Regions from separate parts of the Zea mays genome. Here region 2 is linked to region 1. The links are chromatin contacts, called in public Hi-C maps. All regions are on one chromosome and are shown on one strand. The core of a region is the stretch at or near the end of the contact, and the rest is flanking DNA. Distances in the headings are between cores, read along the strand shown.

What was found. Hi-C and Micro-C count contacts between places; a contact is called where the count stands out from the background.
Region 2: a contact with region 1 is called in a Hi-C map of tassel, with 3 times the contacts expected there. The contact joins the promoter of LOC103634847 here to the enhancer-like site in region 1. A contact is called at or near these places in 2 of 25 Hi-C or Micro-C datasets (ear and tassel).

The regions. Positions count from the first base shown.
Region 1 is chr8:16,616,157-16,623,556 of Zm-B73-REFERENCE-NAM-5.0, reverse strand. No RefSeq gene overlaps it. Among protein-coding and RNA genes, the nearest start is that of LOC103634846, 48 kb to the right of the region's middle. Within about 2 kb of position 4,241, at least 17 of the 20 cell types and tissues checked have an H3K27ac peak or open chromatin away from gene starts, as enhancers often do. A contact at or near this core is called in ear and tassel, where this site is marked.
Region 2 is chr8:16,858,339-16,865,893 of Zm-B73-REFERENCE-NAM-5.0, reverse strand. It overlaps LOC103634847 (cycloartenol synthase), which reads right to left and starts at 5,869. Exons shown (of 18, transcript XM_023300925.2): 1 at 5,446-5,869; 2 at 4,485-4,673; 3 at 4,250-4,339; 4 at 3,941-4,144; 5 at 3,783-3,867; 6 at 3,354-3,520; 7 at 2,429-2,617. The coding sequence starts at 5,655.

The sequences.
Region 1 (7,400 bases), core at 2,992-5,491:
TCTAGGACACCCTAGGGCATTAGGCACTTTGGGACACACCAAGGTACGATGCACTTTAGAACACACTGGGGCAAGTGGCTCGTTGGGGCACATTAGGGCATGAGACACTACTGGACACCGAGGCACGAGGCACTCAGGCCTAGGGTGCACAATGTAAAGTTTTCCCTAAGGCTTCTTTGTGCTCAAGCATTTTGTAGAAACATCCCCTAATGCAACTCAGATCTTAGGGCGCTCTGTGTTGAGTTAGCCCCGAGGCCCCTCTAGGCCTAAGGCAGTTTCCAGAAACTCTAGGATACTAGGCACGGCGCACTCTAGGGCATAGGGCGCACCATGCAGAGTTAGCCTCTGAGGCTTCTTGGGGTGCCCTAGGGCACTTAATAGAAACATCCACTAGTGTTATTCGGAGTTTAGGGTGCTCCATGTTAAGTTAGCCCATAAGGATTATTGGAACCTTGCGAAATGTGTAGTTACATGCCCTAGGGAAACTTAGAGCTTAGAGCACTCCATGTCAGGGCACCTTGCCCAGCCCTCGGGACACCCCGCATTGAGGCACTTTGCCCCAATCCATAGAACACATCGCATCAAGTCACCTTCAAACATTGACCCACAGCTTTGATGCAAAGTGTCCTCCCCATGTAGGTACTTAGCGTCGGAACACTTTGTCACATAGCTTTGGGAATACATGCCCCAGTCCTCATGGGTACTCAACATAAGAACACTTTGTCACATAGCTTTGGGGCAACTTGCCCCTCCTCTTGTGACTTCCATCAAGGTAGCAATCAACCTACCAAGCTAACTCTTAAACATGTTCACAAACAATAAGACCCAAGTTCGGTGATGGCTCTTGTGGCAGTGGGCAGTTCGGCAGAGGCTAGGGGCTAGGGGTCTGTTTGGTTCGCGGCTAAATGACCACACTTTGCCTAAGGTTAGTTGTCCGAATTGAAGAACTAACCTTAGGCAGAAAAGTTAAGAAAAGTGTGGCAAGTTAGGCAGCGAACCAAACAGGCCCTAGGTTTGGCAAGTCGTCATATCCTCTCATGGCGCTCGCAGTGGAGTGCGGCATGGCAAGGGTTCACGAAACCATTGGAAGTCGATCTGACGGCTAAAAACGTCGAGGGCGACATGGCCGCGTGCCAGTCGAGCATGTCGACCAAAATTTGGAGGCACGAGAAATCAGGGTCAGGTTTTAATAAAAGAGACTAACAAAGTGTCTGTAAATTGATGTGGTTTCCAATTAAGTTTATGTTTAACTATAAAATATGAAACATAAAAAAATATGTGTTATGTTGGCTATATAGATGTCAATATGGATTTAGAGCCAACAATCATGGTTTTAATCCTCATTTGTACATAATTTTAGCATTTTTACAATTTAAATGTATAGACACAACAATGGTAGAAACTAGAACCAAAAAAACTATTGCTTAGAGTAGAGAAAAAGAAGAGATGACATGATCGATTCTTTTCAAGCCTTTTGAAATTTTAGGCCCAGTTTGGCGCTGCTCCTAGCTCCAGCGTCTCGTTGAGAATCTGCGGATTTCTGCGAGATAGTCAAAAATGGCCCAAATCCTGTCAGATATCCATGAGCTTCACTTTTTTATACAAGACGTAGAGCGGAAACCCCCACCCTCCAGTCTCCATCGCTTCATCCTGCTCTCCACTAAAACTTTCCCATCTATTTTAAGGTTACATGTCTACAATTCACAGTTTGACACTGCCATAAAACCCCAACCCTTCCTCCCCTTGCATGGACGAGTTATTGTTCCCGTCCCACACCTTTTTCCTTTAGATTGGTTGTCGCCTTGCCAGTACCATCTCATCTTAGGCTACTATATGCATTGACTTTATCTGAGCTTTTATTTGATTGACTGTACGTGTGAGATGCGGACTACATGAGTGGATGCAAAATAAGTTATGTTAAAGCCATTAGCTTGCATCGCACATACGCTCAAAATTATCGTATCCGACTGGCCAGGACGGCACCAGCCTGCGCGTCCACGCGCAACCATCCAATCAGATTCTCTATTTCATTGGTTGTGTTATAGTGGAGATAAATGAGTTGGCCTTGAAACTCTTCCCTGTTGTCACTATCATAGAGTTGAAGTTCGCCACCCGCGGGACACGCACCATGCTCGCACTTGGAGATAGTGGGCCGACGCGGCTGGTGATGGCCGCCGAGCAGGGCGAGCTCGCGCCCCCGTGTGCCAAGGTCAACCGCCACCATGGTTGCCTCGAGCATCTGCCGGCGCATCTGCCGCACTCTCTGCCGTGCAAGGAAGCCACGAAAAGCAGCTTGTAGGACCACAGCCACTGACGCCTGGAGTCATGCGAACGACGCCAGTTGTCACTCATGTTGCATTGTTGCTTTGATTTGCAACAACCCATGTTCCACCACCAGGAGCGAGGACCACAAGTTGTCACACCCGGATTTAAGGGATAAAGCCGGGTGCGTCTCATATGTGCGCCAAAGAAGAACATCACATATAATGACAAAGTGTATGGATATAATTGTCACAAATATCATAATTGTCATTATTACATAGCGGAAGTCTTACAAAAATAAATGATAATAGTAAAGCGAACTAAATATTATTCCCTGGCGCCACAAAGCTGACTAGGAGATGCCACCTAGATCAACTTGTATTCTTCATTGTAGGGCGGCTCCTCTTGGACCACCTGCTCTTCACTTGTGGGGGGTTTATATATCGCAAGAGTGAGCTCACAAAAGATCATAGCTCAACAAGTTGTGGGGAATAATGTCCATGAACTCACTAAAGGTGGGAGCTCATGTGAAGTGTAAGGCTGATCAATAAATAAGGGTTAAAGTTGAGCATGGCTTTTAGAAGTTGGTCAAATTTTATTAGCAGTTACTAAATGTTAGTAAATACCAAACCAGAGTAATAGTAGAACAAAATTGATAATAAACCACAATGCGATGGAAATTACAAATTGAATTTAATTCCATAAATTAATCATGTGAGGGTCCAAGCCGCTCATGACCGTGAGCACGGCTGATATACCAATTTTACACTCTGTAGAGGTTGCGCATCTTTACCCACAATTCATGTTACCCATCTGCCAAGGGATCATGACTCCCATAGACCTCTACCAAGGAAGCGAGGCAGGGTAACACTACGAGGCCTTTACAAAGTTTCACTAGCTTCAGAAAGCCGCTACAATTTTTAGGAAGCTCCAATGCAGGGATCCTTCGCCTGACCGTCATCGCAGCAAAATCAACCCAAGGACCTCCCTAAACTGACCACTCCCCTATTGCCCTTGCTCCTTTCGGGTAAGGTAGTCCTCCACTAGCTTTCCTAATTAGTCAGCCAAGGGCGTCCCATACCACCCTTGTGGTAGCACTGTTTTCCCGGGTGATCGCTCCATGTTCCAATTAACATAATGATCTTATCATAAACAGTAAATAACAAACTGATAATAAAAGTATGATAATAAATAATGTGTATCTTCATAACCAAAACCATATAAAGCAATAGCAGGTACTACCCAAAAATTCAGTGGTAAACAAGGTATAAAGATAGCCAAACTAGGTTAACTTATTGGGTCCCATCAAAATTAACATATGTGGATCATTATGATTAATAAGAATATTATTGGGTAAAAGAAGTGATTAAGGGTACAACTTGCCTTCAACGAGCTCCTGCTCAGCAGTCTCCACCTGCTGAACCCCCGGATCCTCAGTAGCTGGCTCGTCTACTCGCATCAATACAAACAAACATGGTATAGCAGAAATTAACATCACACCAAACAGTAGAACAGAATGCATGATAATATTCTACGCGACGTAACGAGATCGTAGGAACAAGAATCACTAAATTCGGAGTTACGGTTATCTAGTTATGAATTTCTGATGTTATTTAGTGCCTAATATAGAATAATTCAAGTGAATAATTGTAATACAAGTTTCATAGCTAAATAGAGTTACTAGTTGATAGACAACGTTAATACAAAATTAATGCCACTAGAATGGATTAAAAAGGATTTTAAATGAGTTTTATATGAATTAAATGAGTTTCTGGAATTATTTATATACTAAAAGTTTATTTTCTATAATTAACTATCTGTTTTCTTTGCTCACTGGACTGCGTGCCAAATACCAAAGAATTCAGGGGCTAATTCGAAAGATCCTCAGGACTCTAGCTACACCCGCATGAGGACTGTGGGTTAGTTATGTAAAAGCCCAAGGTCTCTTATGTAAAACTCTATGTCGAAGGGTTATCGGGCGACCGGGGCCATCCGATCAAATTTCAATGCGCCAGATTAGATTTAAACTACCCCTGAAGCGTTATGTGGAGATGGTCGTCGGATCTAGGATCGACGAGTGTCGCAAAAATGCGTGTGATTAGATCTCGACTGCTACCCTATGATCTAACGGTCCGGATAGAATTCAGCACAAAGTGTTTCATTGAGTTAATCATGGCCATCCACCCAAGGATCTATGTCACGCGCCGCGCCAAGGTTCTTCCCTGTTCACAATCATCCCCCAACCTGACGGCGCAACACCGCCGCAGCGCCATTGCCGGCACACCCAGACTCCCCTCTCCGATCGCCATTCTCCGAGCGATTAAGTGCTACCCTATGCGGGGTAGGCCACGATGCAGATGAGATGAGTACTGATCGACGGAGACAACCCATGCAAGGCGGCCACGACGACCCACGGAAGAACTCGAAGGAAAATACTCTAGTAATGAATTCGCCGCGCTCCGACCACCAATTCCGCACGCGGAGGCTTTGATTACACTCGCGGCACCCAGATGAGCCCCCTCAGCCACACTACCGCGAGTCGAAGCGACAATGGGTGGAAGCGGCGACTACACCACGATGATGTCCCTCACGGCACTCTCGGCGCGGTCGATTAGGCCCCCAACTACGTAGGCGGCGGCAAATTTGGGGCCAGTAGTTAGCTTGAGAAGACCCGCAACAGGTTTTTTTATACACGAAATTGAATGGGTTCAACTGATTCCGAAATTGCCGCGCTACACGAGCTCCCTCTCCCTCTGTGGACTTCGGCGGTCGACGAACAACCAGCTGATGAGGGGGCCCCAGTAGCAGAGCAACGACTGCGATTAATAAGCACCAGTCAGCTGACTCGGCGGCCCCACATCACAGTGGCACCCCTAAGCAAAAGGTGCCAGGCCTCGCGCGCCCATGGCTTGATGGGCCGAGGAGAGTGGATTTGGCCCATCCCACGTTTCTCTTTTTTTCTCCTTTTTCTTTTCTCTTTTTTTTGTATCCCAAGTTTAAATCCAAATTTGATTGTGAACTTTGGATTTTTAGGTTAAATATTCAAATTGAAAATGTCAGTATGAGAAGGCACATTTATGTATATATTTTTTTCTTTATTTTCATTTAGGATTTTCCTTTATCCCTTCTCTTTTCTTTTCCATTTTCAAACCCTAATCTCCATTTAGGCTTCAATTCATTTCCTTATTACTATATTTTGATTAATAGTGTTGCTATTATATGCATAGGCAACAAAACTCCAACATGATGCACATTTTATTGAGCTATTATTTATTTTAAACATGTCTTCTAATAATTCTTATGAATGAGAATGCATTACACATAAATTTTTATTCCTTTCTTTAGTTTCCAAAGTTGGGTATTACATAAATCCACCATCGATGGAGATGGTGATGGCTGAGTCGTGGCTTCCCCAAGTAGCGTCGTCCATGGGGACGGAGACGCCGTCAGCGAAGATGATGTGACAAAATTTGTTGTTGCCCCTACAGATGGGTACGTCGGCGTCCAAGACGTGGTGACAAAATTGGCAGACGATGCTACCCAAGGAGATGGGGACGTCGGTTGCCAGGACGACGTGATAAAGGTGCCATGCGGCGTAGCCCATGGAGATGGGGATGCCAGTTGCCAGGACGACGCCGCGAAATTGGCAGCAGAAGCCATAGGATTGGATGGAAACCCAAACTATCTATCGTGGTTTCAGAAACTGGGGGACAATAGATTTGTGTTCGGTGGGGATGCAAGCGCGGACTCACTCTAAATGGTGGATCACGGTGACACGAGTAAGGAACTGAGACACGGGGTTTATACTGGTTCAGGCTTTCGCCCTAGTCCAGTGCACCTAGTCCAGTGCAGTGCTGATCGTAGTATTGCTTTGAGGCGTATTTGAGAGCACCTAGAGGGGGGTGAATAGGTGATCCTGTAAAACTTGAAACTTAAGCCACAAAAACTTGGTTAAGTGTTAGCACAATAATCTCCAAGTGGCTAGAGAGGAGTCTCAACAAAACACAATAACCACAAAGATATCAATCACAGAGATGGCACGGTGGTTATCCCGTGGTTCGGTCAAGACCAACGCTTGCCTACTCCACGTTGTGGCGTCCCAACGGACGAGGGTTGCAATCAACCCCTCTCAAGCGGTCCAAAGACCCACTTGAATACCACGGTGTTTTGCTTTGCTTTTCTTAATCCCGTTCGCGCGGAATCTCCACAACTTGGAGCCTCTCGCCCTTACACTTGAAGTTCACAAAGAAGCACGGAGTAAGGGAGGGATGAGCAACACACACAAGACACAAAATCAGAATGTCAACACGCACACAAGTCGCAACAAGAGCTCACAACACAACCCGACGAGTTCACAACTCAACTAGAGCTCTAGATGCTATCACGAAGAAACAAATGCGTGGAATCAAAGTCTTGGTGCTTAGGAATGCTTTGAGTATATTTGGTTGTCTCCTCCATGCGCCTAGGGGTCCTTTTTATAGCCCCAAGGCAGCTAGGAGCCGTTGAGAGCATTCCAGGAAGGCTGATCTTGCCTTCTGTCGCCTGGCGCACCGGACAGTCCGGTGCACCATCGGACACTGTCCGGTGCGGATATCCTTCCTTATTTGGCGAAGCCGACCGTTGGGGTTAGAGAGCCGTTGGCGCACCGGACACTGTCCGGTGCACATCGGACAGTCTGGTGCCTCCTTCTAGCCGTTGGCTCGGCCACGTGTCCCGCGCAGATCGTGCGGCCGACCGTTGGCCCGGTCGACCGTTGGCTCACCGGACAGTCCGGTGCACACCGGACAGTCCGGTGAATTATAGCCGTACGCTGTTAATTCCTTCCCGAGAGCGGCAAGTTCGCCTGAGCCAGCCTGGCACACCGAACACTGTCCGGTGCGCCACCGGACGTTGTCCGGTGCACCGCCGGACAGTCCGGTGCACCCAGACCGAGCTGACTTTGGCTGAACAGAGTCATCTCATTTCCAATTCATTCTTTCCTGTTTCCAACACTTAGACACAATATATTAGTCCATAAAACAATGTACTAAGTCTAGAAACATACCTTTTGACATGATTTGCACTTTGTTCACCGCATTGCATAGATCAACACAAAAGCACTTGCGTTGGCACTCAATCACCAAAATACTTAGAAATGG
Region 2 (7,555 bases), core at 4,620-7,119, 240 kb before region 1:
TCGTACATCGATATACGACAATGCTATGGAATTTTCTAAGATTTTAAAGTTTGCATTATTCATTTTGTTGAATTTAAGTGCATGCAACACCCCACATCCAAAATATGCCTACAACCTAGCTCTATACATGGAATGGGCTTACATACATGTAACACTCATCTTACAGTCTCATCCCTGCTTTATGTAAAAGGTTTAACACATAGGTTCTACATTTGGTACTACAAGGATCATAAGCTAGAATTCATCATCCTAAACTTCAAAGGTGATACTAAACCCACCAACTAGAACCACACATGGGCTACATGGACCAACTTCACTACTACTATAAGCCTCTAACGAGATAGTGAAATCTCTATTCTTAGTTTTGATAAATGAGATAATTAATGGATTCACCTTTTGCTAAGTCCTGATAAGCTAGGTTAGGTCCACACTAAGGAGGTGAGTAGGGCTTGGAGATGGATAAAGGGTGATCAATCTAATTGGATCAAGCTCACACATGGAAAATTAATAAAGAGATAAACAAAAACCCCTTGTTGGATTCATGGCAAAGGTATAAGCTAAGGTTTTTTGTTTTGTTGACCGAGATATAATACAATACAATATCGAATTAAGGATAGATAGTCATACTACTAAGAGGGGAACCTAAATATTATTTGGTTATATAGTGCCACTTAGGTGTGAAATAACTTTGCATATGCATTAAACCTAGTGAGATGGAAGCGAAAATACTTTGAAATTATTTGAAAACACTAACTCAGGGCCAAAGGAGTTATTGTCATATTAGACATCATTTAGGACTTAATGCATTTAAATAAGGGTTTGAAATGGACCTAATAGGGGTGCCTTTGTAGGCATCAGATTAGTCCGGTGATGCCCTATAGAAGGCACCAAACTATAAGCTATGTAGGAGGGTTCAAAGGGATTTCATAGTGGCTAGGTTTAGCCATCGAATTAGGATGGTGGTCAACCCACTAACAGAATGGACCATGCATTAGCAATATTCTAGAGGAGCATTTTCTTAGGATTCGTCAAATTTGTCTAGTATGAAGCACCAGGCCAATCCGATGACCTAAAACCGTTGCTAGAACCTCTATGGTGAGCACTAGATTAGTCAACTGGTCCACCGAAGGGTTGTCATCGAGTCATGCTTTACATGTGACTGTCGAAGGAGCTAACAACAAGTTTATCTAACTTACATCGAGCTACCACCAGATTATTATGGTGTGTAGACTAATTAGGCACTGGATTACACATTCTAAATGTTATATAGCATAGCTCATAGTCTAGTGGTAGGGATTTTATAGGCACTAGACTAGAGAAGTAGCTATGTAGAGTGCCCAATCAGCCAACCCAATGATTCGACTAAATTTTTGGGGCGATGTTTATATGTTAACTATCTCTTTGAGGGATTTCTTGGCATTCTAACATAATTGTGAGCCTCCTATAATACCTCCCACTCATTTCTTGACTTATGCTTGTTCCTAAGTGAGATTGGTAGAGATTTGCTTTGTTGATTTGCATGTAGTGGCACTCATTATTTGATTAGGCTATAGTTTTCCTGTTACTTTTGGTAGCTGTTGCCACCTAGATGGATTGGAGTAGCTATGGTTGTTAAGAAGAGTGTTGGTGATTGATGTTTGCCTCCAACCTATGATTTTGTGTGAGGTTTTGATCCCACCTTATGAAGATGCAAAAATATACTTTAATGGAGTTCTCATAGCTAGTTGGATTAGAGTGCACCTTATGGCTTTTACATCAGCCAAGTTATGGCTATACCTTGTCACACTAGTTAGAACACAAAATATCATTTGGAGACTCGTCATATATGAATGTAGGTTGCTGACAGGCAACCGAACCACAACGATAGACCATTGGGTTAATATCTTGCCCTTGGTGGTTTGGAACTACTCTCATTTGCATTTACATTCATATCTATAGCTCTTGTGGTAGTTTCTTGACAGAGTAGCTCTCTAGTTAGCTGTAGGTTTAGTAGTAGAGTAGCTAGTTCTTAGTTACTCACTAGTTAGCTAGCTAGAGTAGCTTGTCGTATCTAGTAGCTTTTGTTGTAGTGATTTAGATCAAAAATCATTTAATGCTAGAGTTGTGTAGGGCTTGTTTGGATAATGTAATGCTAGAGCAAGTAATGTCTACGAAGGTAAGTTGTGTGCTAATTAACTTTGCTCTAGCCTTGTGATTTTGTAGAATATTTTTTTATAAATTATTCACCCTGTAGCTATCTAGATTCTTCTGGTAATGGCATTGCAGTGCATGAACACGTCCTTTGGATACGAAAACATGGGTTTTGTTTGTAACATATTGTGATAATGTTCTCGATTTGTTGTGGTAAGACCGTAAGAACTATAAAAACCAAAACCATGAATACTTTCTTTTGTAAAGAATCAACGCATAATCATAATCGATAGTTTACCTTGTTTACAGGACCAAGGTTAATGTATCGAGTGCTCTCATCTTCATAGTGAATGTGGCGCATGGCTGTGCGCAAAGCAATCTCCCTAAATTTGATCCCAGGCCAATGCATCATAACCGGTTCAACAAACTTATGGAGAGTGGCCCATAAGACATCCTGAAGGAATGAATGTGGATAGTACAAATCTTCCTGAAGTACAACAAACATCACTTAGATATTTGGAGAAATATCGAACCCTAAAATACAACTCATAAATGACGCAAAAAAGGAAAAAAGTAATATTTGTTTGAAGTCTTACTAGAATAAGTTCTCAAACCATTTCTCTTTCTTGTAGTAATTATTGTGAATGGAATTAAAAAAATACTTCAGCATGCATTTGTGAGATGCATCCCAACCATAGCATAGGTTGAAACCAATTAACATCATAAAAGTGGCCAATCCATTCTTGAATGTCCTCAATCAAAAAGGAACAAAAGGATACCTATTTCAAAAAGATTCTGTTCGGACTAATCATATATAACATTAATGATACTATCTAGACACATAATGAACTTCTGCCATATACTAATTTGGCCCGTATATATACTCATTTATACCAGTGAGCAATATAATATCAGGAAAAGCGATTGCATATATCAAATTGTTTATTTAGAAAATAATCATGATATTTCCGTGTTCAATAATGCCTCATATTCAAAAGTTTGACTTTGCGTGCATGTGGCCATCCATGTGGAGTTACAATGAGAGGATCGTACTAATTTACGATATTATGAATATATATATTTCTGATATATGTGTTACTATATATAACTCATGATGATATTTACCAAAATGTCATAGTAAATCACTTGGCGGAGTTGTGCTAAATCATTGTTTCTAGTGCTAGCCAAGTAATTAAGTAGCCTTCTCAAACAAACAAACAAACCTTTGCGCATTGGTTTCGAGCCTTGTTCCAATCAATCAGACTGTATGGGTCTCCGTAGAGTTCATTTCTGAGTTCCAAGACAAGTGGTGTAATACGCCCAACAAACCTCTTCCCATAGACGTAAGACATGGGCAAGTACACCGCTCGGCAATGACACCACATGCGACCTACGATTATTTTGTGAGCGAATAATCATCGTCATAATATATATATATATATATATATATATATATATATATATATATATATATATATATATATATATATATATATATAGTAATAAAAACGCTGTAGTTTTGTGCACCCAAAATAGTTCAAGATTAATGAATGAATTAAATTAAATGTTTGCAAACAAGAACTACGGAGATAATAAATTCCAAAAACTAGCTGTGTTTCTCTGAAAAAAAAGAGGCAGAAGTCAGGAGGAACCTGGGTGGAAAGGCAGGTGATAGGGCAACAGCCACATTTCTGGTGGCAGCGGGTTGTTACCAGACCAATCGTATACTCCGAGCACCTTGAAAAGCTCCATAATTAAACTAGGCTGTGAAAATTAACAGTAATAAACAACAAGAAACTAATGTCCCTACCGTTAGCCAGAACTTGCCCCACGACGTTGTATAGGTTGCCCCACCGCGCTGTAGGATCCAGTTGCGGCCTCTCTCCATGGCTGCTCCATCATCTCCACCACTGTCCGGGCCCTCGCCGATCAGTCTCAGAGCAACGTAGTTGAGGGTTGTGCCCAGCATTGCGCTGTGGCCCTCCATGTGCAGCCCCCACCCTCCGTCTTCGTTCTACACTTTGCAAAATTGCAGCATAGTTCAGTTCAGGGTAGTTTTTTTTTTCCTCCTTTGTTAAATCAGTAATAAGCTGAAGTAATTCAGCCAGCTGGCGCTTGCCTGATGGTTGTAGAGATAGCGGCGTATCTCCCTCTGGTGTTCTGAAGATAGAACCGCGTTCAATGCTCCGGTCACATACAGCGTTATAATCTATGTATATATATATCGCAATATAATTAATGTCGTCGTCAGTACGTAACTTCTTCTTCTTCCTTGTAACCAAAGAATATATGAAAAACATATATAGAAGGATTATTAATAATGCAAGTTAGAGAGGAGCAGGATATACACGTACCAAGCCTGGCAAAAGGAAGAGAGGGCCACTACAATCGCCAGGCCAGTGGCCATCGTGCGCCTGGAGAGCAGAGACGCGGTTGATAGCCCGTTTCAAAGAGGTCGATACAGCTTCCTCCGTAACGTCTTCGTCCTCCCCCAGCTTCTTGACAGCAGGAAGGTCCAGCTTAAGAGGGGTGCCTTTTGAATACTGCTGGACAAGGGAACATATATATATATGTGAGTAATATGTATAACTCGGTCTATATGCATATGGAATGGGAACCCTTGATAGTGAGAGTAGTAATAAATGCTCCCTCCGTCCCAAATTAAAATTCGGTTTTAGCTAATTAATAAGTTCATAGAATACTTAATGTATGTGTTTTAAATATTCATCGTCATCTATTTAAATATAAACATAAAAATTAAGGGCTAAACTGAATACTATTTTAGGATAGAGAGAGTAGTTAATTTCTTTGTCCGCTACTAATCTAATCCCCTCTCTCTCTCTTGCCATTTTTACACATTACTTCTTTTTTTTTTTTGACTGTCGCGGGGAGAGGCTCCCCACCTGAATTGTGAAAAAAATTTAGGATCGATAGGAATCGAACCTAGAACCGGCCCAGCTCGTCGGAGCTACGGCTCAGTTCCCCTACTCCTTTTTTAAGAATAAGATGTGCATTTGACATCCTTTGTATTATTCCCCTTCATATATAGGTATTCAATGTATGTATTTGAAAACAGAGTTTAAGTTGTATTGTCAATTTCTCTTATTGTGTTCTACACACGCTTTATTTACCATCTTTTTCTTTTAGATAGTTTTAGTTCTTACATTTTTTTTTTGTTCATGTGTTAAGTTGAAACTATATCTGTATTTATTATATCTTTTATTCAGAGATTTATTTTCTACTTTACCAATATATAACACTAGCCCGTTGTCCGTGTGTTCCAATTCCAACAGCAACACGTATATATGTACAGACCTGCATCTGCATGCGCATGAGGACGTCGGCAGAATGCCTGCGCTGGAAGCGGTGGTCGGAGAAGTCCCGGCGCGCCTTTTCCACCTCGGCACGCTGCTCCGGCGTGCCGAGGTCAGGCTCGAACTCCCACACGGTCCGCCCGACGAAGCGGTTCGTCGAGCGCAGCAAGGGGCCGCCGCCGCCCTCCGCCGCCACCTTCAGCTTCCACATGCGACTGTGCTATGCGTGTGTGAAGGGGCCGGCCGGGGGGCATGCAATGCAACCAAACCAAGAGAGAAATTGCTAGCTGCGCCTAGCTGACTGTGTTTGTGTAGTAGGTGCAGCGTATATATCTGCTCCGGCCTCCGGCCCTTAATTTCTATAGCAAAACGACGCCACACAATCGTTGAGTTCCGTATCAGGTTTGGGTTAGAATTCATATTATATCCCCTAATTTCCATGGGAGGTCCAGATAAACTGACCCTGCATGAATATATCTCTATCTATGTTTATATCTATGCATGAATATATCTCTATCTATGTTTATATCTATATGTTTACCTATATCTATATCTATATCTATGTCTATATATGTCTATGTCTATGTCTATGTCTATGTCTACACCTATATCAATACCTTACTAGCGCATGTAACTATATATGATATCTATTCATATATATATAAGCTATCTTCGTCAACTACTAACATACATTTATTTATCCAAACCAGCATACCACATTACCTCGAGCAACACACAAGATATGGTTTTAGTATTAATATAGTCCTATCAAAACCTTGTTTCTTTAATATGTCTAACACTCCGTATAGAATCGGAACCTATACCATGTAGGATGTAGCTATATATATATATAAGAGCGGTCCCAACTATATATGACTATATATGAAACTATACTATGGCTCTGTCATGCTTAATAATTAAGATAGACTTTCAATAGTTTCTACAAAATAAACTCTTACTAGCTAGCCAACGTGCTCATATACTACTACAACGGGAGAAAAGAACTGTGAAATGCTCATTAAAAATTAGAACAAGGATATTATATGTCTATTTCTGTTTTATCATAAAATTCGAAATCTATGATTTATATTATGATGACCAAGACATCCATAATAGAAGTTAATTTCGGTAATAGTATAAAAAATATCCTATTAAACATGTATTGAACTAGTCTAGCTACATCTACATATCTAGATATATCTTATAGTTCTAAACTCCACTAAAATTATATCTCTAGATATAAGCCATCCACACGAAGAGTCTACTCATGCATGCAGTTATGATATCGTCTATTATCAGCAGTCAGAGAAAGACATGCGTCGATTGTTAGTAAAACACCCTCTAGGACTATTGGCACAAGACAGACTATAGAGGGCCTGGCTCAGCGCCATATAGTATTTCATGGCCTTACATGGGAGGCCAAGCCTATAGTATACCGGCCAGGCCTTGGAGCCCTATGAGCCTGCAGACTTACACAGATAGGATGACTACGCGTAGGATGGAAATGGTTTCGGAATTTTTTTGGAATTTCAGAAACTGTCCGATTTTTTTCGGTCTAATTCATCGGTATCGGTATTTTTTGGAAACGATATCGATATTGGTTTTCATAATTTTAATTTGGAATCGGTATATGAATCGATACGGCGTATTACCGACCGTTTTCGTCGGTCACCGATTTTAATTGAAATTTTACCGGATTCAACTATCGAAATTTTCGAAAATATCATAAGCACATTCAGCCCACACGGCCCAGCCCGTGACCTTACATAGCCCATAGGCCATGTGGCTGGCCGTTACCGCGTGCTGCACTGCATACCTATCCCTATCCTATCCGTGGCGCCTGGCCGGTACAGCGTGCTGCTGCTGCGTCCTGCGTGTACTCAAGCGGCAAGCACTAGCAGCCAGCCAGCCAACCCAACGGCGCCCTCCACACTAGGCGGCTAGGGTTTGTGACCCGTGGGCACCTTCTAGAGCTAGAACGCCAGCGGCACATCGTCCTCGTCCAGCCAGGTATCACCTTGATTCCTAGCTTCTTCTCCCTCATCCGGTCGTCCCAGCGGCCTTCGTCCTCGCCCTTTTCTCCATGGCTCATCTAGCCCTCCCGGCGGCAC